7 separate regions of the Mus musculus genome follow, and all the other regions are linked to region 1. Evidence: chromatin contacts called from public HiCAR-type, HiChIP or PLAC-seq and promoter capture Hi-C data. All regions are on one chromosome and are shown on one strand. The core of a region is the stretch at or near the end of the contact, and the rest is flanking DNA. Distances in the headings are between cores, read along the strand shown.

Evidence for each region. Promoter capture Hi-C pulls out the DNA fragments that hold promoters and counts their contacts. HiCAR-type assays count read pairs that join an accessible place to other places. HiChIP or PLAC-seq counts read pairs in DNA pulled down with a chosen protein or histone mark. Capture Hi-C pulls out chosen DNA fragments and counts their contacts.
Region 2: a contact with region 1 is called in a promoter capture Hi-C map of adipose tissue, with 2.6 times the contacts expected there. The contact joins the promoter of Rhot2 here to the promoter of Snrpc in region 1. A contact is called at or near these places in 1 of 39 promoter capture datasets (pre-B cells) and 1 of 9 other capture datasets (adipose tissue).
Region 3: a contact with region 1 is called in a HiCAR-type map of astrocytes, with 7 times the contacts expected there. The contact joins the promoter of Rab40c here to the promoter of Snrpc in region 1. A contact is called at or near these places in 1 of 484 Hi-C or Micro-C datasets (B cells), 1 of 115 datasets of contacts at active chromatin or transcription factors (astrocytes) and 1 of 9 other capture datasets (liver).
Region 4: a promoter capture Hi-C map of liver shows a contact between it and region 1, with 3 times the contacts expected there. The contact joins the promoter of Mrpl28 here to the promoter of Snrpc in region 1. A contact is called at or near these places in 2 of 39 promoter capture datasets (liver and pre-B cells) and 1 of 9 other capture datasets (liver).
Region 5: a contact with region 1 is called in a FOXA1 HiChIP or PLAC-seq map of pancreatic cancer cells. The contact joins the promoter of Pim1 here to the promoter of Snrpc in region 1. A contact is called at or near these places in 1 of 39 promoter capture datasets (cranial neural crest) and 1 of 115 datasets of contacts at active chromatin or transcription factors (pancreatic cancer cells).
Region 6: a contact with region 1 is called in a FOXA1 HiChIP or PLAC-seq map of pancreatic cancer cells. The contact joins the promoter of Fam234a here to the promoter of Snrpc in region 1. A contact is called at or near these places in 1 of 39 promoter capture datasets (liver) and 1 of 115 datasets of contacts at active chromatin or transcription factors (pancreatic cancer cells).
Region 7: a contact with region 1 is called in a promoter capture Hi-C map of cranial neural crest. The contact joins the promoter of BC004004 here to the promoter of Snrpc in region 1. A contact is called at or near these places in 1 of 39 promoter capture datasets (cranial neural crest) and 1 of 9 other capture datasets (adipose tissue).

Annotation. Positions count from the first base shown.
Region 1 is chr17:27,838,756-27,841,471 of GRCm38.p6, reverse strand. Snrpc (U1 small nuclear ribonucleoprotein C) reads right to left here and starts at 1,385. Exons shown (of 6, transcript NM_011432.2): 1 at 1,303-1,385; 2 at 966-1,008. The coding sequence starts at 1,310.
Region 2 is chr17:25,843,176-25,845,891 of GRCm38.p6, reverse strand. It overlaps Rhot2 (ras homolog family member T2), which reads left to right and starts at 1,367. Exons shown (of 19, transcript NM_145999.3): 1 at 1,367-1,492; 2 at 1,579-1,637; 3 at 1,722-1,803; 4 at 1,908-1,951. The coding sequence starts at 1,456. Wdr90 (WD repeat domain 90) reads left to right here. Exons shown (of 41, transcript NM_001163766.1): 38 at 1-121; 39 at 194-313; 40 at 433-517; 41 at 667-1,158. The coding sequence ends at 824.
Region 3 is chr17:25,918,366-25,921,081 of GRCm38.p6, reverse strand. Rab40c (Rab40C, member RAS oncogene family) reads left to right here and starts at 1,368. Exons shown (of 7, transcript NM_139154.2): 1 at 1,368-1,430; 2 at 1,533-1,717. The coding sequence starts at 1,576.
Region 4 is chr17:26,122,125-26,124,840 of GRCm38.p6, reverse strand. It overlaps Mrpl28 (mitochondrial ribosomal protein L28), which reads right to left and starts at 1,338. Exons shown (of 5, transcript NM_024227.3): 1 at 992-1,338; 2 at 133-285. The coding sequence starts at 1,279. Pgap6 (post-glycosylphosphatidylinositol attachment to proteins 6) reads right to left here. Exons shown (of 13, transcript NM_021793.2): 13 at 1,587-2,716. The coding sequence ends at 2,607.
Region 5 is chr17:29,489,471-29,492,186 of GRCm38.p6, reverse strand. Pim1 (proviral integration site 1) reads right to left here and starts at 1,402. Exons shown (of 6, transcript NM_008842.4): 1 at 962-1,402; 2 at 756-862; 3 at 617-667; 4 at 156-522. The coding sequence starts at 1,043. Gm26885 (predicted gene, 26885) reads left to right here and starts at 643. Exons shown (of 4, transcript NR_168683.1): 1 at 643-1,010.
Region 6 is chr17:26,242,884-26,245,599 of GRCm38.p6, reverse strand. It overlaps Fam234a (family with sequence similarity 234, member A), which reads left to right and starts at 1,358. Exons shown (of 13, transcript NM_001206335.1): 1 at 1,358-1,594.
Region 7 is chr17:29,267,434-29,270,149 of GRCm38.p6, reverse strand. It overlaps BC004004 (cDNA sequence BC004004), which reads right to left and starts at 1,362. Exons shown (of 9, transcript NM_030561.3): 1 at 1,148-1,362.

The DNA of each region.
Region 1 (2,716 bases), core at 136-2,635:
TTCTACATAAGTTCTAGGCCACCCAGGGCTACATAATGAAACCCTTTCCAAAAATAAATAAGCCAAGGAAGTGGTGGCACATAACTTTACTCCGTGCACTCAGAAGGCAGAAAGCAAGCAGCTCTCTGTGAGTTCGAAGTCAGCCTGGTTTACAAATTATTCCAGAAGATCTGTCTTGTTTCCTCAGGAGATTGGGGGGGGGGGGGGCAGATAAATAGATTATTTAAAACTATTAAAACCATAAAAACCAAATTTTGTTGTTGCTAAAGGTTGTTTTGATTTGCTTTTTTTTGAGGTAGGGTCTCCCACCATAGCCTTAAACTCACAGCAATGCTCCATCTCAGTGTACTAGGAAGACAGGCGCCAGGCCCTAACTTTGTTGCTGGGCCTTGTGGCTGCTACACACGGGGCAACACTAATCACATATCTCAGTTATTCCTCCTGATGATCAATAGTTAATGAGGTTCTCACAGGAGCTGAGAATGGAGCTGTACACTAAGACATTTCTTTCCATTTTAACCAGGCATTTGAATAATGTGACATAATCAAATCTGCAAGTTTGTAGGAACACACTCCTGGTTTGTTTGTTTTTTGTTTTGTTGGGCTTTTTTTGGAGGGTGGGGCGAGTTATTTTGACAAGGTCTCAATATGTATCCTTAACTGACCTGGAATTTGCCATCTTCCTGGCTCAGCCTCTCAAGTATTGACATTACAGGTACATGCAGTTTCTGTATACGCAAATGCTTTCCATCTTCAAGCTTGCTTAAAGTTTTATCATTCTGCAAATACCTTCAAATTGCAAAGACCTCACAAAAAGGGTGGGAAAAAACACCCGCTTCCTAATTACTTTCTAAGAAAGGTTGTCATAAAATTTCCAGGAGACTGTAATGCACACACCTGGACCTAAAGAAAAAGAATTTTGCATACAAGGCGTTTTAGGATTATAAAAAAGACCCGCCACTTACAGAATCGTGGGTAAGATACGTATCACAGTAGTCACAATAAAACCTGAAATGACAAAAGAAAACGTCAGCAATTAACAGCTGTCCAAACAAACAGACCCAAAACCCAACTTCCTCGGATTGTAAGTCAAACAAAGCGTCCTGACAGAATGCGAGGCTTCTGAGCGAGGGTCCGCGCCCACTCTGCCAGGATGGCCGGAGAGCCTGGGTCTCCACCCGCCATCCCTCGGAGGGGCTCGCCTTCCCCTCGGAACGTCCAGAACCCGAGGCCGCCGCCCTGCACCTTCACCAGGACCCAACTGACCACCGCAAGTCCGCTTGCTCCCAGGGCCACACTCACTTGGGCATGATGCTCCACAAGCCGTTGGCTACCCCGATCCCCGCCGCCAGGAACTGACGCACACAGGCTGCGCCGACGCGAGCAAAGGATGCAGACAGGAGGGGTAGGACTTCCGCTTCCGGCCTCTGCCCTACGGATGCTGTGGGTGCCTCTGAGGTTCAATCCGCGCTCACTTATTCAGGATTAGTTACTCCGTCTAGGAAGTGCGTAATTTAGTACTATCAACAAAAGGTTCCAAAACCCTGAGTCAGCAGTTCCTACGCTGCGAATCATTAATCCAGCTTCTCAAATTGTGGTGACCCCCCCAACCAGAAATTATTCTTGTCGCTATTTCATAACTGTAATTTTGCCACTCGTATGACTAGTAATGCAAATTATCGGTGTTTTCTGATGGTCTTAGGAGAAACCTGTGAACGGGTTGTTCGACCCGCAAAAGGTGTCACGACCACTGCTCTAGTATGTACCCAGCTCTTCTGTAAATGAGAAGTGAAAAAGGCAGAACCAAATCAGGTAAAAGTTCTCATTCTCCAAGACCTGATTAGCAGTAAGCTGAAATCGATCAGTGGCTGAGGGATCAAAGTCCTATGCTGGGGAAATGAAGCGGGGAAGAGCGCAGCTGAACATCAAGGAAGACAAAGAAAATGTAGAAGACGATCACTGAGAAATTGATCATTGTATTTGAGCAATTAAGACAGACGTGAATTGTAGGGACACACTCCTGGGTGAGTGGGGCGGGTCTCAAGTTTTAAACCCTGTCTCCCTGCTTCCTTCCTAGCTGTGCAATTTACTCTCTCTGAGCTTCAGTTTCCTTATCTGAAAAGTAAAGGTAATAACTTGTGCAGTTTAAGGAAGAATCAAATGTAAAAATGCTGGAAAGTAGCTGGAGAATTGGTGTAGCGATTAAGCATTTGTTGCTCTTGGAACAATCTAAGTTCGATCACCAACACTCCCCCGTGGTGACTCCCACCTGTCTGCAGCTCAAGTCTCAGGGTGTCTGATGGATCTTTTTTAATCCACTCCCAGCACTAGGCACATACATGGTGCACTTACAAACTAAACACCCATATACATACAATAATACAAAAATGAATTTAAGCCGGGCAGTGGTGGCGCACGCCTTTAATCCCAGCACTTGGGAGGCAGAGGCAGGCAGATTTCTGAGTTCAAGGCCAGCCTGGTCTACAGAGTGAGTTCCAGGACAGCCAGGGCTACACAGGGAAACCTTGTCTAAAATAAAACAAAATATAAAAAAAATTTAAATGTAAAGCTCATAGGGCATTTAGCGAAAGGTCTATGCACTTAGGCCACCATAAATGGTAGTGATTCTATAGACGTTGTTAGCAGTACATTGCCAACTAACAGGTCAAACTTAGAGTCTGTTCTCTCAAACAAAGTGGATTGCCTTTTAACTTGA
Region 2 (2,716 bases), core at 118-2,617, 2.0 Mb after region 1:
TGTAGAACTGTGGCTGGCTGCAAGTGGGGACCAACGTGTCAGCATCTGGGTCTCTGACTGGCTCCGGGACCGCTGTGAACTCCTGGAATGGTTGAGCTTTCCTGCACCTGCTGTCTCAGAGGTAAGAGTTCCACGGTCATGTGGGTGGGGATTGGAGTCTGCACAACCCAGCACAACATACTGCTTTCCACAGGCTCCAGGCCTCCTGCCCCCCTCTCTTGCTGCCTTCTGCCCTTGGGATAAGGCGATACTGGTGTGTGTGGGCCTGGGTGCACATGAGGAGGTCATCTTCTACAGCCTCCGTCAGAAGCAGGTTTGTGCGATCACTGCTCTGTAGGTGGACATCCAGGGCTGTGTCATAGGGTTAGAAGGCCATGGAGCCTGGGCTTTGTCCCTGGCAGGAGACCTCAGTGTCATATTGTTTTCCTACAGGTGATACAGAAGACACCTCTGCCCTTCTTTGCCATGTCTTTGAGCCTGTCCCCAGGATCTCAGCTCATGGTGGTTGGTTTTGCTGGTGAGTGCTGGTCGACACACATAGAGAGGGCAGCTTTGACAGTCCTCAGCCATAGCAGGTTTGGGGGCGTAGATGTCATGGCCCTGCTCCCCTCAGCAAGGTTCCCAGCAAGGTGTCAGTACTCAGAGCACCCTGTCATCTACCCACAGAGTGCATGATGAGGCTCCTAGACTGTGCGTCAGGGACTGCCCAGGACTTGGAAGGCCATGATGACTCGGTCCACCTGTGTAGGTTCACTCCATCTGGCAGACTGCTCTTCACAGCTGCTCACAACGAGATCCTGGTGTGGGAAGTCACCGATCCCTGAGCTATTGCTAGGAACATAGGCAGAAAAGCCAGACTGTGGATTGCTGTATGCCGAGCCAGGATGGCTGGGACAGGCTTCAGAACTGCATTGTTTGGAATTTGGGTGAAATCTGAAAAGATTCAAGGAGGCTGAGGGTGTGGCAGTGACTTAGAATCTGTGAAGTGTGGTTTTGACCCTCAGAACCACTCCCTCCTACACAAAACTTGGCATACTGGGTTGTTTTTCACATGAAGGTTGTTTTATTGTTTTTATTTTGTACAGTTTAAGGAAATAAACACTGGCATTTATTATAGCGATACATTGTTTTATTGTCCCATAAATTGTGTCTTTGCATCACTTCTGGCCTGAGCTCACCCTTTCCTCCCGAGGAGCCCGTTGAGTCTGAGTTGTTTGCACCACCTGCAGAGTCAGGAACACTCTACTGGCAGGCGGGCGCGGGCGCCTTGCCTTAGCCCAACCACTAGCTGGTGCTGTGTGGGCGGGACCGGAAGCTTGGGTGAGGGCGGTACTGAAGACAGGAAGTGCGGGGGCCTGAGCGGGTTGAAGGAGAGGGTTGGGGTTGGGATTGGGTCTACTTGGGCCGGGCCGGGCCGGGAGGGGTGGGTTTGGGGTGCTGCTGCGGGCAGCAGCCATGCGGCGCGATGTTCGCATCCTGCTGCTGGGCGAGGGTAGGTGCGCTGGGGCCGCGGGAAGACCGGTAGGGTCGCCGTGACCTCGGCGGTGCTCCTGACTACTGTTCCCTCTCCCCGCGCAGCCCAGGTGGGGAAGACGTCTCTGATCCTGTCGCTGGTCGGCGAGGAGTTTCCCGAGGAGGTGCGCGGGGCGGACTGGGCACTTAGGGCGGATGCCAGGCTCTGGGCAGCCGCTCCGCATTCAATACTGACCCACCTGTTGCAGGTCCCTGCCCGCGCGGAGGAGATAACCATCCCCGCCGACGTCACCCCGGAGAAGGTGCCCACTCATATCGTGGATTACTCAGGTATCTATCTCCAAATGCTGCCCCCCAGCCGGTGTGTATTGAGCCTGCAGCCGGTCTGAATCGAGCGCAACAGCCATTCTACATAGCATTCTTTTTCCTTTTAGAAGCGGAGCAGACAGAGGAAGAACTTCAGGAGGAGATCCACAAGGTGCGGTGCATCTTGCAGGCCCTTGGGTACTGAGCCCAATTCTTTGGTCCTAACTTGCTGCCATCTAGTCTTAATCGGCTTCCTTTCCTGGCGGCTGGATTAGGTGACTCTGCTTGACCCTGATAATTCAGCTGTGACCTTCACGGCTGAGTATTGTTGGCTTTTCCAGATCATAGCTTTCTGGGAATCAGGACCTGGCCAGTACTGCCATTAGTGATCCATCCCAGGGTCTGAGGGGAGCAGACACACACACACACACACACACACACACACACACACACCCTTCATTGCTTTTCCTTAACATACTTCGGTTCCCCAGTACTATTCCTCCCTAGGCTGTAGTGGATGCCATCTTAACTAGGCGTTCCCTGATGCCAGAGTTTACTATGTTCCTGAATGCAGTCCTTCAGCCTTCTTTGTGTCCTATAGGTGCAGGTCACTTGGTCACTTGGTCAGGGTGCAGTGTCTCCTTGCTTGCATCTGCAGCATCCTTGCTGCTTGTACTGAGATAGAAAGTGAGAGAGACCTGCCTTGGGACTGTAACCTGCGTGTGATAGGTCTGTCATAAGTCCAGGATGTGCTGTCTAGAGCCATGGTGCTAGGGTCTGGTGTCTCTTAGGGAGTGTTGGCAGGGAGAGGCCTGCTTGGCAAAGGTGGACTTTCCTGGCCTCAGAGCCCTACCCATCCTGCTGTGAGCACCCGGGACATGGCCAGGAGTGGCCTGTACTGTCCATAGTGAGCCGGCAGACTATGCTTACCCTGTGC
Region 3 (2,716 bases), core at 119-2,618, 1.9 Mb after region 1:
GGGAGATCGAACTCATACTGTTAGGCTTACAGTGCAAGAGCGTTGGTCCCAATCTATGTTTACGGTTTTTTTTGTTTTTTGTTTGGTTTGGTTTGGTTTTGGGTTTTTGAGACAGGGTTTCTCTGTATAGCCCTGGCTGTCCTGGAACTCACCCTGTAGACCAGGCTGGCTTCGAACTCAGAAATTCGCCTGCCTCTGCCTTCCGAGTGCTGGAATTAAAGGCGAGCGCCACCACGCCCGGCTTATGTTTTACGTTTTAAATTTTTTGCTATTTATGTGACTTGTGAATGCACTCTTAACCAAGAACGCTGTCCGTGGCCCTCCAGCCTTGGAGCTGGCCGACCGAGTGTGCACATGCAATGCGTTGCCCATCCTGGAGTTCACCGGGCCAACGCTGCTCAGTCGCTGGTCCAAGCCCTCAGGATCCGCTTTGGGAAGGATGTCCCCCACAAGAGACAGCTCAGAGGTGGACTTCAGCCGCCATCCTTGTGCCAAAACACTCAGTAGCGGCCCCGCCCACTCCGCAGCCAGGAGGAAGTCCCACCCCTTGGAACAGCCCACAAGGGAGAGAGGCTTGCCCCTCCAGGGCGAACACTAAGTGGCTGTCCCCGCCCTGCCCTCAGGGAAGGCGAGCCCCACAGTGTACGACGAACTTTGTTACTTCCCTTCTGGGTCTCTGTGAGAGCGGCCGGCCAACGCAGCTTGATAGATAACCTGCCCCCTTCCAACACCCTCCTCCCGGGACTCAGCTGAAGCAGGAGTTATCTCTACCCTTCCGCTTGTCCACGAGGGGGGAAGGGTAGACTTGTGTAATGTTTGACTCTTGATTGGCCCGAATTAGGAAAGGGGTGGGCCTAGGAGGTTATGATCGATGTTAGATGGCACAAATGCCTTAGCAGTAGTAGCCAATGGTGATGACGAGGGGGCGGGAGGCCAGGATGTTGCAGGTCGGTGCCCGGCTACTATGGCTCTGAGGCATCCTGCAGGAAGCAGTAGGGGTTGGGATGGACATGCAAGAGCAACCAATGATTTCGGAAAATCAGTGGGAAGTAGCCAATGGTCACAGCGAGGAGGCGGGGAAAAACGCCAGCCTCAGCAACACTGTGTACGAAATAGCGGGGACGGGACTTCAGTGATAGACAAGCATGTAGACCAACAGAAGTGAGAAAGAGGGTGGCAGCGGGCCAGTAGCAGTGGCGAGTGGGCAGGGCGGGGCGACCGTGGGCTGGGCGGCACCTTGTGTGGGGCGACGTGGGGGCGGGGCGACCGTGACGGCCAGGCTGCCAGGCCAATGGCCCGGAGAGGGCCGGCGGAGGGTGGCCAATGGCGGCGGCGCATCCGGGGGCGGGGCTGCGGGGCTGCGCGGTGCCGTGCGGGAAGCGGCGGGTGGCGGCGGCGGCAGCGGCGGCGGCGGCGGCTAGGAGGCTGAGGTGAAGCTGGCGGCAGCGGGGCGGGTGCACTGGGGGCGGTGGCCAGCGGGCGGGAGCATCAGCGTCCTGACCGCACGGCCGCTCACCAGCCTTCGCCCGCAGGTCTGGCGGCGGTGCCGTGGGCCGCGGTGCGGCGGGCGGGAGGATGGGCACCCAGGGCAGTCCAGTGAAGAGCTACGATTACCTGCTCAAGTTCCTGCTGGTGGGCGACAGCGACGTGGGCAAAGGCGAGATCCTGGAGAGCCTTCAGGACGGCGCAGCTGAATCCCCGTACGCCTACAGCAACGGTAGGCCGGGGTTGGCTGTGGGCGCGCGAGGTGGGAGCGGCCTGTCGCGGGAGCGGGCGGCCTCTGCGCGTGTCGCTGCGGTATCCTCTGGCCCTGCCTTGAGGAGCCGTCGGCAAGCGGGCGCGGGTCCTGGTGGCTACTAAGAAGTCACAGCAGCAGGTCTTTGGAGTCCATTAGGGCCTGGAATGGGCCGCGCGGCAGATACCGCACGACGGGCCCGGTGCTCACCGCACTGCCGCCGGAGGGGTTTGCTCAGAGACACCGCACCCTGTGCAGGGAGAAAATAGGTCTGCTGCGATGTGATTTTTGTTAACTTCCGGGTGCATGGCAAAAAATACACAAGGTAGATTGCATCACTGGCACTTGCCTGAGCTTGCCTCTTAATTTAGATATTTAAGGTAAAATCGTAGCTAACAGTGGGTGGGATTGGATCACAGGGGCTGCTGACTCCGGAGGAATTAATGTGCAGTGGGCCTGTCATCTTATATCACTGGACTAATTCTACCTTCCTGGTCGCTTCCCGAGTCCCTTTTACTCTGCTTTTTTACTTCATTCTCTGGGGTCTTGTTAGCCCTGTCTTACTGCTCTGAGTACTGGCGGTCTGGTAAATAACAGCTGAGTGTGTAGGTAAGACATCTACCACTCTTAGCAGTTAGGACTTGTCAAGGGTGATGACTGCCAGGACATCAGTGGAGGACCCTTCCTTTTGAACAGTAGCGCTGGATCTTCTCTGTAAGTCCTCCCCAAGCACCTCTCAGCTTCAGTTCACAGCAGGCATCTTCAGCGCAGGAAAGGAAGAGTCATGGTTTTACTTTGCAGGGTATGTGAAAAGACCTCTGCACAGCCAGGCAGCCTTGACTGGTATTTAACTGGGCGTCCCAGGGTGACAGCCCTGCTCAGAAAGGCTTTGGGGGGTTACCTTTCCAATGGGGGAGTGTGGGAAGGGCTGGGCTTGGCTTCAGAAATGCTTAGTGTTAACTTGTGCTTTGGAGAGACTGC
Region 4 (2,716 bases), core at 89-2,588, 1.7 Mb after region 1:
ACCAACAGGGACTCAGTCCTACTTGTAATGGCTACCCTGGGGTGCCCCACACTCCCTGCCCATGCCCATGCAGTGCACTCGGCACTTCCCACGAGTCTGACAAGACCTTGGAGTGCACTAACCCCTGCTTGCCTTGAGAATATAGAAGTCAAATCCATAGGCCTCATCGATGAGATCCAGGGTCCTCATGGTCACAGTCACGGTGAACTTCTTGTCCAGGATTTCACTGTAAAGCTCCCGAGTGAACAGCTGTGGCTTCCACACCTTCTTCACCCTCTTGGAGAGCTAAGGGTGCAAGAGAAACCTCCCGTTTTCCTATAGACCAAGTGGGCCCCAAAGCACCCTTCTGGAACCTGGGCTACTGTGAGCCAGGCCCTCTCCCTTCCTCAGACGCTCCTCAGGACCACTGATGCAGGTCAGGGCCCCTGAGCTGGCTCTGGACACCCACCCACCTAGATGTCTGCTTCACTCAGGCTAGCCCTAATGCTACTGGTATATGTTCCAGATTCTCACACAGCTGAAACCCAGTAGCCACAGGCAAGTGAATGACACCCTGGAAGGCCTGAAACATACTCTCTCCTCCCACAGGGCTTGCCTAGGAGCAGAGTATCACCAGAAGAGATAGACTCCAGGCAGTCATCTCGGTCTTTTTGATTTTTATGTACTAGGAGCAAAGTTATTCCGTCCTAAAAATGAGGGAAATGCGCATAGAAACTAGCAGGTGACAAGCAGATTTCACTTCTCCCTCCTCTTCGGCACAAGCTTCGAATCTATCCTTCCTCCTTCCTTTTCTCCACCACTGTCCCCACTCTGTCCTTACTTTTGATACTATCTGATCCAGGACCACCCCACTTCAGGACTAGACTTTGCTATCGGAGTTAGCTTGCTCCGTAAACAAAACGCTTGTGTTAGTCTGGTTGACCGTTTGTGGCGCCCAGAGCAGCGCCTGCTCAGCAAAGCATGCAGAACAGCCGAGATGGTCCGCACCCACCTTGTCGTTGTTGGCGTATCTGTAGCCTAAAATCAAGCCCTCTCCACCCCACAGTCCCTGCTGGGACTCTGGAGGGTAGTGAACTGGAATGGGTACGTCCTCAACGCGCTCGCGCTGCCCATTCTTGGGGTTGATCTTGAACTTGGTCCCGTGAGGTTTGTAGTGTACCGGGGTCGGCGTCCGTTCTTCTTCCAGTGAGCGCAAGAAGTGGGCGGGCAAGCGCGCACAGATGCCCTGCCGCAGCCGCAGCTTCTGCCACAGGTGCACAGGATACCTGTGCAGCGGCATCGCGCGACCCTCTACTTCTAGGAGAGCGCGCCCGCGCCTCCCGGAACCGGAATAGCGTCACCGAACGTGCGCCTTCGCTCGCTGCCAATTGGCAGCAACGCCCGTCCATCTAAACTAATCCCTTTCCCTCCGCCTCCTTTAGGGACCATGAAAAATTATCTACTGCGAATGGGTTCAAGGCACCGTCTGCCAAGTGCAGCCCAGGAGTTCCCCAGCAGCTTTGGCAAGCCTGTTGGGAAAGGCTACCCTGAGCTCAACCTCCCTTTCCCTCCAGGGACGCAAGGAAAAAAAAAAAAAAGACCACTCATTTGATTTGAAAAATTATTGTAGAATATTAAATTCACCAATTACATAAAAATATGCCTTCATATCTTAGAACAGTAACATTTTACCACCTGCCCCCCACCCCCAACAGAATATACACATTTCCCCTTTCAGGGGCTAAAGTGTGCTTTGGTGCCAAATAAAGGATGTTAGTAGCTTGGGAAGGAGCCCAGAAGCCCACACCTGCAATCCCAGTACTCAGAGCAGATGAGCCTCACAGTGGGAACCAAATGGCCTGGGCACACAGCACTACCAGCTCAGTGACCCCAGGAGACCAGAAAGATTGGGCTGGGGATCCAGAACCCACTCCTTAATCCTCAGTTGATCCAGTAGGGGTCAGCCTCATCCAAGTGTCTAGGGCCAGCACAGGAGAATGCTCACCAGACTGGGGCCTTGGACCCCTTAAGAGAGAAGGGAACACTAGCGAGCATTGTGTGCCTTCTGGAGCCAGACCTCATACAGCTGAGCAGCCTGCTACCTCAGGCTCTCCCGAAGGCCTCCTGCTCCAACAGACAATGAGGGAGGGACAGCACACAGCACTCCAGGTCTTAATCAGCTCTCTGATGACCCTGGACTCTACCATAGCAACTGCAGCAGGAGGGTATCCCCATGCCAAGGCAGGATGGCATTAAGGGTACAGGATGTCAGAGACAGTGAGTGACCTCTGTGCACTCAGACTTCCTTGCTTGTGGGTCTCATATCACGGCTTTCCAAAGGAAGGGGACCACAGGAATCCCTTATCTGTATCCCCATCCATAACAGCGTGATCAGCCCACACGTGGCACCTGTGGGCTCCAGGTGGAAACAGCTGTGACCTTCAGAGGAATTGGCAGCAGCCATAAAGATTTTTTGGGGTGGAGGGGGTCTTCTCTGGAGAAAGAAGCCAAGCGTCTCAGGACAATTTTATTCAGATGGAAACCTGGTTGGGGCTAGACAAGCACCTCTCTCGCTTGTCCTAGCTGAAGAGGTCATTAGAGTTTCAGGTGTCCATGAACCAGCCTTATCAGGTCACTGTGTACAACTCATCCCGATCATTCCTGCAGATCTGGTAGTGACAAGGGAACTTCTGCAAACAGGCCCAGGACCCAGCTTTTTCCTCTCGTGGTGGCAGAA
Region 5 (2,716 bases), core at 153-2,652, 1.7 Mb before region 1:
CCCCGGCTGTACTATGCCGGGAAGCTCGCCTCTGCCCCACCCCTGCCAGCTCTGAGCCAGGCGGCCCAATGACCTTTACAAAGGGCCGGAGCCGAGGCCGCCAGAGGCTTCCAGGCCGGCACCTTGGGCAGCTCCCTCCCCGGGGCCTGGCTCACCATCAAAGTCCGTGTAGACTGTGTCCTTGAGCAGCGCCCCCGACCCGAAGTCGATGAGTTTGATTTCGCCGCGGCTCAGGTCGATTAAGATGTTCTCGTCCTTGATGTCGCGGTGGAGAACCCCGCAGTTGTGGCAATGCCGCACGGCCTCCAGCACCTGCCAGAAGAATCCTCGGGCCAGGTCCTCCTGTAGGGCTCCTCGTTCGGTGATAAAGTCGAAGAGGTCTTGCACCGGTTCGGGCCTCTCCAGGATCAGCACGAAACTATCGGGCCTCTCGAACCAGTCCAGAAGTCTAATGACGCCCGAGAAGTCCGAGCTCACCTTCTTCAACAGGACCACTTCCATGGGCACTCGGGTGCCATTGGGCTGCAGAGTGAGGGCGAGGGTTAGCGCGCCGGTTCCGGCACGCCCGTCGCCACCCACCCACCCATGAGAGGGTCTCTGGCTCCGGCTCACTCACCAGTTCTCCCCAATCGGAAATCCGGTCCTTCTCCACGTGCTTAATGGCCACCTGGAAGAAGACCCCCGAGTCTCCATCAGACCCTCCTGCTCAAAGCATCCCTCCGCGCGCCCTCCCCGAGGCGGCGTTGCCCACTCACCGGCAAGTTGTCGGCGACGCGGATGCCAGAGTAGACCGAGCCGAAGCCACCGCTGCCCAACAGCGGGCCCACCTGGTACTGCGACTCCAGGGGCTCCTTCTCTTTGCCTAGGAAAGAGGCACGGGACACTCAGCGCGCTCGACCCACGCGGGGGTCTCCCGGCGTCCCAACGACCCGCGCGCCCAGGGTGGGGTGGGGACACTCACCCGGCGCCAGCTTGGTGGCGTGCAGGTCGTTGCAGGGCGCGGCGCGCAGGTGGGCCAGGGAGTTGATCTTGGACAGGAGCATCCCCACCTCCAGGGTGTCGGTGCGGCGCCGGTGCCGGGACGAGCAGCAGCGGCGGCGGAGCGAGCTGGGGCTGAGCCGACGGCCGGGACTCAGACTGCGGGTGGCGTTGCGGCTCTGGCTGCGGCTGGCGCGCAAGGCCGAGGGCGAGTCGGAGGACGACTGAGGGCGCTGGCGGGGCTGGCCGCGGGCGGGTTCGCCGGCTGGGTCAGGCAGTGCGGGAGGCGGCAGGGCGAGAGGCGCTGCGGGACCCAGGGCTGCTGCTGACTGTGACTGCTGCTGCTGCTGCTACTGCCGATCCCGCCGCCGGCACTGCCGACTCCCCTCCAGCCTCCTCCGCCGCCACGGCCGCTGCTGCAGACGCCCGGCTCGCCCCGCCGCCAGGAGTAAAGGGGCGGAGCGCGCCGCTGGGGAGGGCGCGCGCGGCGGGCGGGGACGGGGCGGGGCCTCTCCGGGAGGCCGAGGTGGGGAGCCGGGCTGGCTCGGCGGCGGAGGGCGGAGAGGGGGCGGGGAGGCGGCGGGACCAGGGCCGCTCCCCTCCGCTCCGCCCCCTCGCGGCTACACCCCTCTCCCCGGCCCCGCCCTCGGGCGCGGCTTCAGCCAACCAGAAGACGCCCTATTTGCATAAGGCGTTGCGGGCCCCGCCTCTCGCCTCGCGGTCAGAATGGTCGCTAACGCCGCCACGACGTGGCGGGAAGGAAAAGGCGCCAAAACGGAGGGGGAGGGGCGCTGGGCGTGCAGGGAGGCGGGAGCTGGGTGGCGCGCGCGGGCGGGGGAGGAAGGATGGGGAGGGGCGTATCGATTCAAACCCAAACAATAACAAAGCCATCAAAGGCCGCCCGAGGCCAGCTCTGCCGGCTCTGTGTTTCCCGGAGATTTGGGTTGTGGAGGGGGGTCGAGGATTGGAGCTGGAGCGTAGCAAGTTGTGAGAAATGGAAGGGCGTTGGTGTGGCGGGCGCGGAAGCCATGAGTAGGGACCGCGTGTGTGTGGATGCCGACCAGGGTGGTCCTCTGGTGTGACTCAGCCCGGAGACCTCCAAGGCTGCTGGGGCGGGTTGACGATGTTATGTGGGCTAGATCCTGGGGGTGATGATTGTGTTTTTGGGGGCGAAGGCTGTGCAAGACGTGAGTCACCGGCATTTTGCACACCGAGGCCAGTCACAGGCCTGCGAGGAAAAGTGGGGGAGACCTGGGATGCGAGGAGCCGGTGACAAAGATTCTCAATTTAGAAATGCAGAGAGAATTAGAAGGGACCCGGGGTACCTGATCCCCTCGGTCCATGTCCGAGCGCCTGAGAGAGGAAATCACGACACAAACGTTAGCTTTCTCTTGCCAAATGCTGCCTCAGCCCCTTCTGAGAGGGCGGGAGGAGCAGGAAAATTCCTGATCGCGGGCGAGGGTGGGAGGGTGCCGCTGGGTTTAATCAGAGGTTGTTGCGGTAGTTACCTTCTCATCAGCTTGGTATTAGCAGTCAGGCGATACCAGATATTATTGGCCCCCACCCCAGCCTTGTCTCAAAGGAAAGTCCCCACATGCACGTGGAAATACCACGGAAAGCTAGCCGAGTCCGCTTTCATCTTTTGTCCTTTTGAACTTCATGGAGAGTTGATAACGACGTGTGGAAATGGGTAAACTCTCATTCTGTGTAATCCATATAAACTGAGATACTGGTGGCC
Region 6 (2,716 bases), core at 109-2,608, 1.6 Mb after region 1:
GACTGTTTTCCTGAAGCAGACACAAGTGAAAGGATGCTTGTTGGATATAGCAGACACGTGTAAGGACTCTTGATAAAGGAGTATAAATGTGACCCCACAGACAGTGGGAGAGGAGCACTGAGATTTGGTTTGCTCTGCCTTGCTATTCTTTGCTAAAGACACGCATGTATTTGTTCGCCTTACATAGCATTGTTGAGCTCACCTTGTGGTAACACTGCCATTGAGAGAAATTATCCAAAGAACTGCTTGTGAGGTTCCTATGGCAGCTTGCAGCTTCTGCGGCCTCACATCAGGCTGGTTGGCAAATCTAGAAGTTTCTTCAGGATTTAACTACAGCTGCCTGGTGTCTGCTTGCTGAAAGGACTGGACTGAAGCTGCTGGTTAGTGTCTGGTGTCTGCCCCCCTAGAGGACTGGACTGCAGCTGGTGGTTAGTGTCTGGTGTCTGCCCCCCTAGAGGACTGGTCTGCAGCTGCTGAATTGTACTTGGTGTTTGCTATGGGACTGAACTGCTGCCCAAGAAGATCTAGCTCACCCCTAAAGAATTATTGCTGAACCGGTCCATTTCACCCATATCCTAATAACTTTTCTCTTCCACTGCCTCTGCTGGGTTGTAGGCTAGAGGAGAGGTTGGACCCTTATTAAGAGTAGGTTGCAGCCGGGCATGGTGGCACACGCCTTTAATCTCAGCACTGGAGAGGCAGAGACAGGCAGATTTCTGATTCGAGGCCAGCCTGGTCTACAAAGTGAGCTCCAGGACAACCAGGGCTACACAGAGAAACCCTGTCTCGAAAAACCAAAAAAAAAAAAAAAAAGTAGGTTGCAAAAAATTTATGCCTACTCAGAGAGTAAAAGTCCTTGCCAAGCTATTGTGCAAGCCTGTAACCTAAGTTCGATCCCAAGAACCCACATAAAGGCGAAAGTGAACCAGCTCTACAAAACTGTCCTCTGATCTTCCCTTTCTGTCGTAGTGTGTGTCTCTATGTGCCTGCGTGTGCACTGAGGAAAGAAAATACCGTGGCCAGTAAGTGATCGGAAAGATACGCAGGCTAGAAAAAAGAAGCCTTAGCATGGGCCTTCTGTCTTGTCTCCATTCATGGATTCCTGGGGTTAGTATGGGAACACCAGGCCTAAGCCATCACAGCATTATCATGCCAAAATGCTCCTGCACAAACAGGCTCTCTGCTCGAAAAGGGCAACACTGGACACAGTGGCCGTGTTGCTAAGCAACCGACTCAGTCAACAGAACGGAATCGCTGTGGTACGCCCCTTCCGCTGGCAGGAAGTGACGCACAGTTCAGGTGGGCCGAACTAAGGGGGGGGGTCACAGCCTCTCTGGGGCGGGGCCTACTGCGGGGCGGGCCTCCTGGGTGGGCCCAGTGGGGGCGTGGCACGCTGCCCTCGGGGCCGGGCGGACCGGGGTGCGCCGGGGAGGGGCGCTGCTGTCCGGCGTAGTCTGTACTCCTGTTCAGCCGCTGTCCTCCCGGGAACCTTGGGGATGTGGATCCCGGATTCCAGGGACCGCAGTTGAGCCAGCCTCGCCAGTCCTGTACCACTTGCTGAGGAGCAGGATCTCGCGGACAGGTCCGAGAGCAGGTCAGGATCGGACTAGGTAACTCTTAACGCGCGAGCTGGTTCCGGCCAAAGCCGTCTGCGTTCGATCGCCCGGAGCTAGTGGGGGCCAGGAGCGGGTCCCGCCTCCACTTGCAGCTCACAGCTAAGGTCGGCCCCGCCTGAGCTCCCAGAGTAGCAGTGCACAGGGCCTGGCACCCTCAAGCGTGCTCAACTTGGCCAAACAAATCTCTGCTCCGTCGTGTCTGTTCCCTGGAGGGCGCTGTGGTGACCCGGAGCGACAGGGGTTGACCTACCAGAGGAACTTTGTGCTCCGGTGGACATGTTCCTTAAATCCTAACGCTCTTTGGGCCCCGTGTGTTTAGTATCAGTGAGAATCAGTTCATGTTCTTCAAGTTCAGGCCCAAGGCAGTGAGGTGGGTACGGTCAGGAGTGGTTGGTGATGGGGTTGTCTTCATATTCCACCCTCACAGTTCTAATGTTCTTTTAAGGCCACCACCGCCTCCTGCTGCCTTGAACTGGAAGCAATCTTCCTGCCTCATTACACCGAGCTGTCTGTTTCTTCTCTGTACTGGCGTTTTTTCTTACTCCTTCCATTGCCTCCTTGTATTCCTTATATGTTGCTTTATAACAAACAAGAAGTTTATTGGTTTATCCTAGCAATCTTTATCCTAGGTGTGGTGGTGGATTTCTGTAATCCCAGAAGTTGAGGCTGAGACATATGAATTTGGAGTTTGAGATAAGCCTGGGCTACAATATGCGGTCTTCCCCAAATGCACAAAATAAAACAACCTTTATTAGTCAACACTTTCTGTGGGTAGGGAATCAGTCTACCTGGGTGATGATGGCCCAGTAACTCTCGCCAAGTTGGGGGATCCAAATCCAAGATAGTGGACTCAAAAGACCAGTGGCAGGAGTCCTCATTGTTTTCTGTTGGTATCTGCCTTCCCTCAGAAGAGTTATCTGTAAGGGAAGTGGGGCGATAGGGAGTGATAGAAACCACTGTCATTATGACCCAGTTTGCAAAGTCTAACTCCCCCCTCCACATTCTTTTTGTATTACTAGGTACATAGGAGGTGGGTACAGCAGAGCTTATGAAATGAGTGTGTGCATGCAAGAGTGAGTGTAGGTGTAGTGTGTCAAGGA
Region 7 (2,716 bases), core at 113-2,612, 1.4 Mb before region 1:
CTTATCATATGCCCTAGAAAGTGGCAAAAATCGATCACCTTCACTTGAGCCCCATGAACACTTCTAAAGCTATAATGACAAGAGCCCCCATTGCCCGTGTAACCACGAGTGTGTTCATTAAAGGCTGACAGCAGAGAACTCCTACCAATCTCTGGAGCTCAAGATCCTCCCCTTCCTGCCACTGTTGATGTGGCCACCTGTGTGTCCTTCTGGACCATCTTCCAGTTCATTCCCAAGCTCACCTCAATGGTGAAGTCTAGCTCCGGGCCTCCCTCAGCTCCAAAGCCTTCATACCTTATCATGAATACTTGTCTTTCTCTTTACATCTGTCTTCTGCTTCATGTAAGGCCTCTTAGAACTCCTGTGGCCTCTTTACCCCTTACACAGCTATTCAATAGCCTACATAGACATATAATTACTGTGGGATGTGTAGTCTCCGGTGAGAGTTAATATCACCAGTGAAGACTGGAATGATATATTCTATTTTCGGTGATGGCCAGCTGTCAAGGGAAATCTCGAAATCTTGGCAAAATTGCAGCCAACGAAACCCAGTTTGTGAATCTGTACTTCCATTGTGAAAGACATTGTGCCTGGCACTGTGAAAAGACAAACGTGTCCCTTTATGTTTCTGACATAGCATACTCACGACACATGGCTTGCAAGGTTTAAGTCTTAAAATGCAAGGAAACACTAGGCAGCTTATTTTTCTCGTACTGGCAGGCGATTGACTGCAAACGGGTCAGTGTGCCATGCCACGTTCTGAGACGCCAAGTTTATCACATTAAGTCCACATTAAAATAAATAAAATTAAATTAAGTACTTCCTCCTTAACATTTGGGCTAAGATGTCTAAGAAGGGGCCATTCAGGGGTGACGCTAAGGCATCTGTGACAGGTTGGCAAGCGGGGTCAGGGCTTTCGGACACGGCCGCCACGTCTGCGAACCAAGTTCGAGCAGTGTCGGACCCCGTCACCCTCCCCGCGGAGCCTCGGGAAAGATGTCAGAGGGGATCTGCCCCGGGGAGCGGTCGGGGGTGCTGTCAGTCAGCAGAACGCGGACGGGAGCGGCGAGGAGGGCGGCGCGAGGCAGCGGCGGCCGCGGAGGGCGGCCGGCCTCCCCCCTCCCGGCCTCGGGCCCCAGTCACTCACATGCGGGCCCGCGCCCTCTCGGGCTCCTCCCGCCTCGGGGACAGCAGCCGCCGGGCGAGGAGGGTGGGCCAACAACTTCCTGCTTCCGGCAGCGCGACCCGGAAGTGGTTCTCGCGCCGCCGGCCAGGGCTGGAACACAAAGGAAAAGCTCCTTGCGCCCCAGGTTCCGAAACAGATCTGGCGAGGTCGCGGGGCGCGGGGCGCGGGGCAAATCTCGCGGTATCTGAAAAGCTTGTGCTCTTGCTCCCCCTGACGTCCAGATGGCACTACTGCGCCTTCTCAGTCGTAGAAGTCTCAAAATATTAATAACAACAATAATAATAATAATAAAAAAATTTTTTTAGGGGTCCGGACTCATTGACTCAATTCATTCCCATTTACACTTGGCTCACTCGTTTGTATCTATTGACTGCTGGTTCTGTGGTAAGCATCACTAAGCACTGTACTCTTAGGAAACTGCTTCAAGAATTATATATTGTAACATGAACATTCTCACAACACCTGACCATGAACCAGCCAAACAGGTTTATGGAGCTGGTTAACTGACTGCAGGTTTCTCTCACAAATAGGGAGTGGCAGTCAGCAACTGTTTGTATATGTGTGTGTGTGTGTGTGTGTGTGTGTGTGTGTAGTATGTGTACGCTTCTCCATGCACATAAGTGTCTTCAGAGGCACCGGATCCCATGGAACTGGACTTACAGACAACTGTGAGCAGAATGATATAGATTCTGGGAACTGAACTCAAATTCTTTGGGAAAACAGCTTTCTGAACAGCCAAGCCATCTCTCAAGCCTCTATATCAGAACCTTTAACTGATTTCTACCCGGGGACCTGAAACAAAATGCTGGGCTCAGCCCTGATGCTATAACTCAAAAGCCATGGTGACTGTGAGATGGGGTCAGATGAACCAGAGCAAAGACTCCAGGCCACCAGGCCACTCTACGCTCTCCCCATACAGGCACAAATAAGTCTCCTTTCCTGACACCCACTACTACCTGTACCCTCAGCTGACATACTAAGCCTGCCAGAACTGACTTTGTTTTTAACCCCTTAAAATGACAGTTACACAGGCTAGAGAAAGGGCTCCGGAGTTACAAGCACCTGCTGCTCCAGAAAAAGACCAGAGTTCACTTTCCAGCACCCACACAATGGCTTAGAACTGTCTGTAGCTGCCGGGCAGAGTGAGTTCCAGGACAGGCAGGGCTATACAGAGAAACCCTGTCTCGAAAAACCAAATAAACAAAAAAACAAAAAAACTAAAAAGGAGAATATATGGAGCCTAAATTCATCTATGGTGGCCTTGGAAATTCTCAAAGTCCCCTTTTCAGAACCTCACCGAGTGAGAGAACTGGGGTTAGCAGAGTTCCCATCACTTGAAGCTGCAAGGCAAAGAGAGACAGGTGAGACTGCACTGAAGAGGTACAGTTCTGTTTCCCTAAGGACACCAGCTTTACAGAGAACAGTGACGATCAGAGTGGCAGCCTCCTTAGATGACAGGCTGGAAGAGAACAGAGAATGTCTTTAAGAATTTAGGGCTAGCCTTGCAGTGGTAGCGCAAGCCTTTTATCC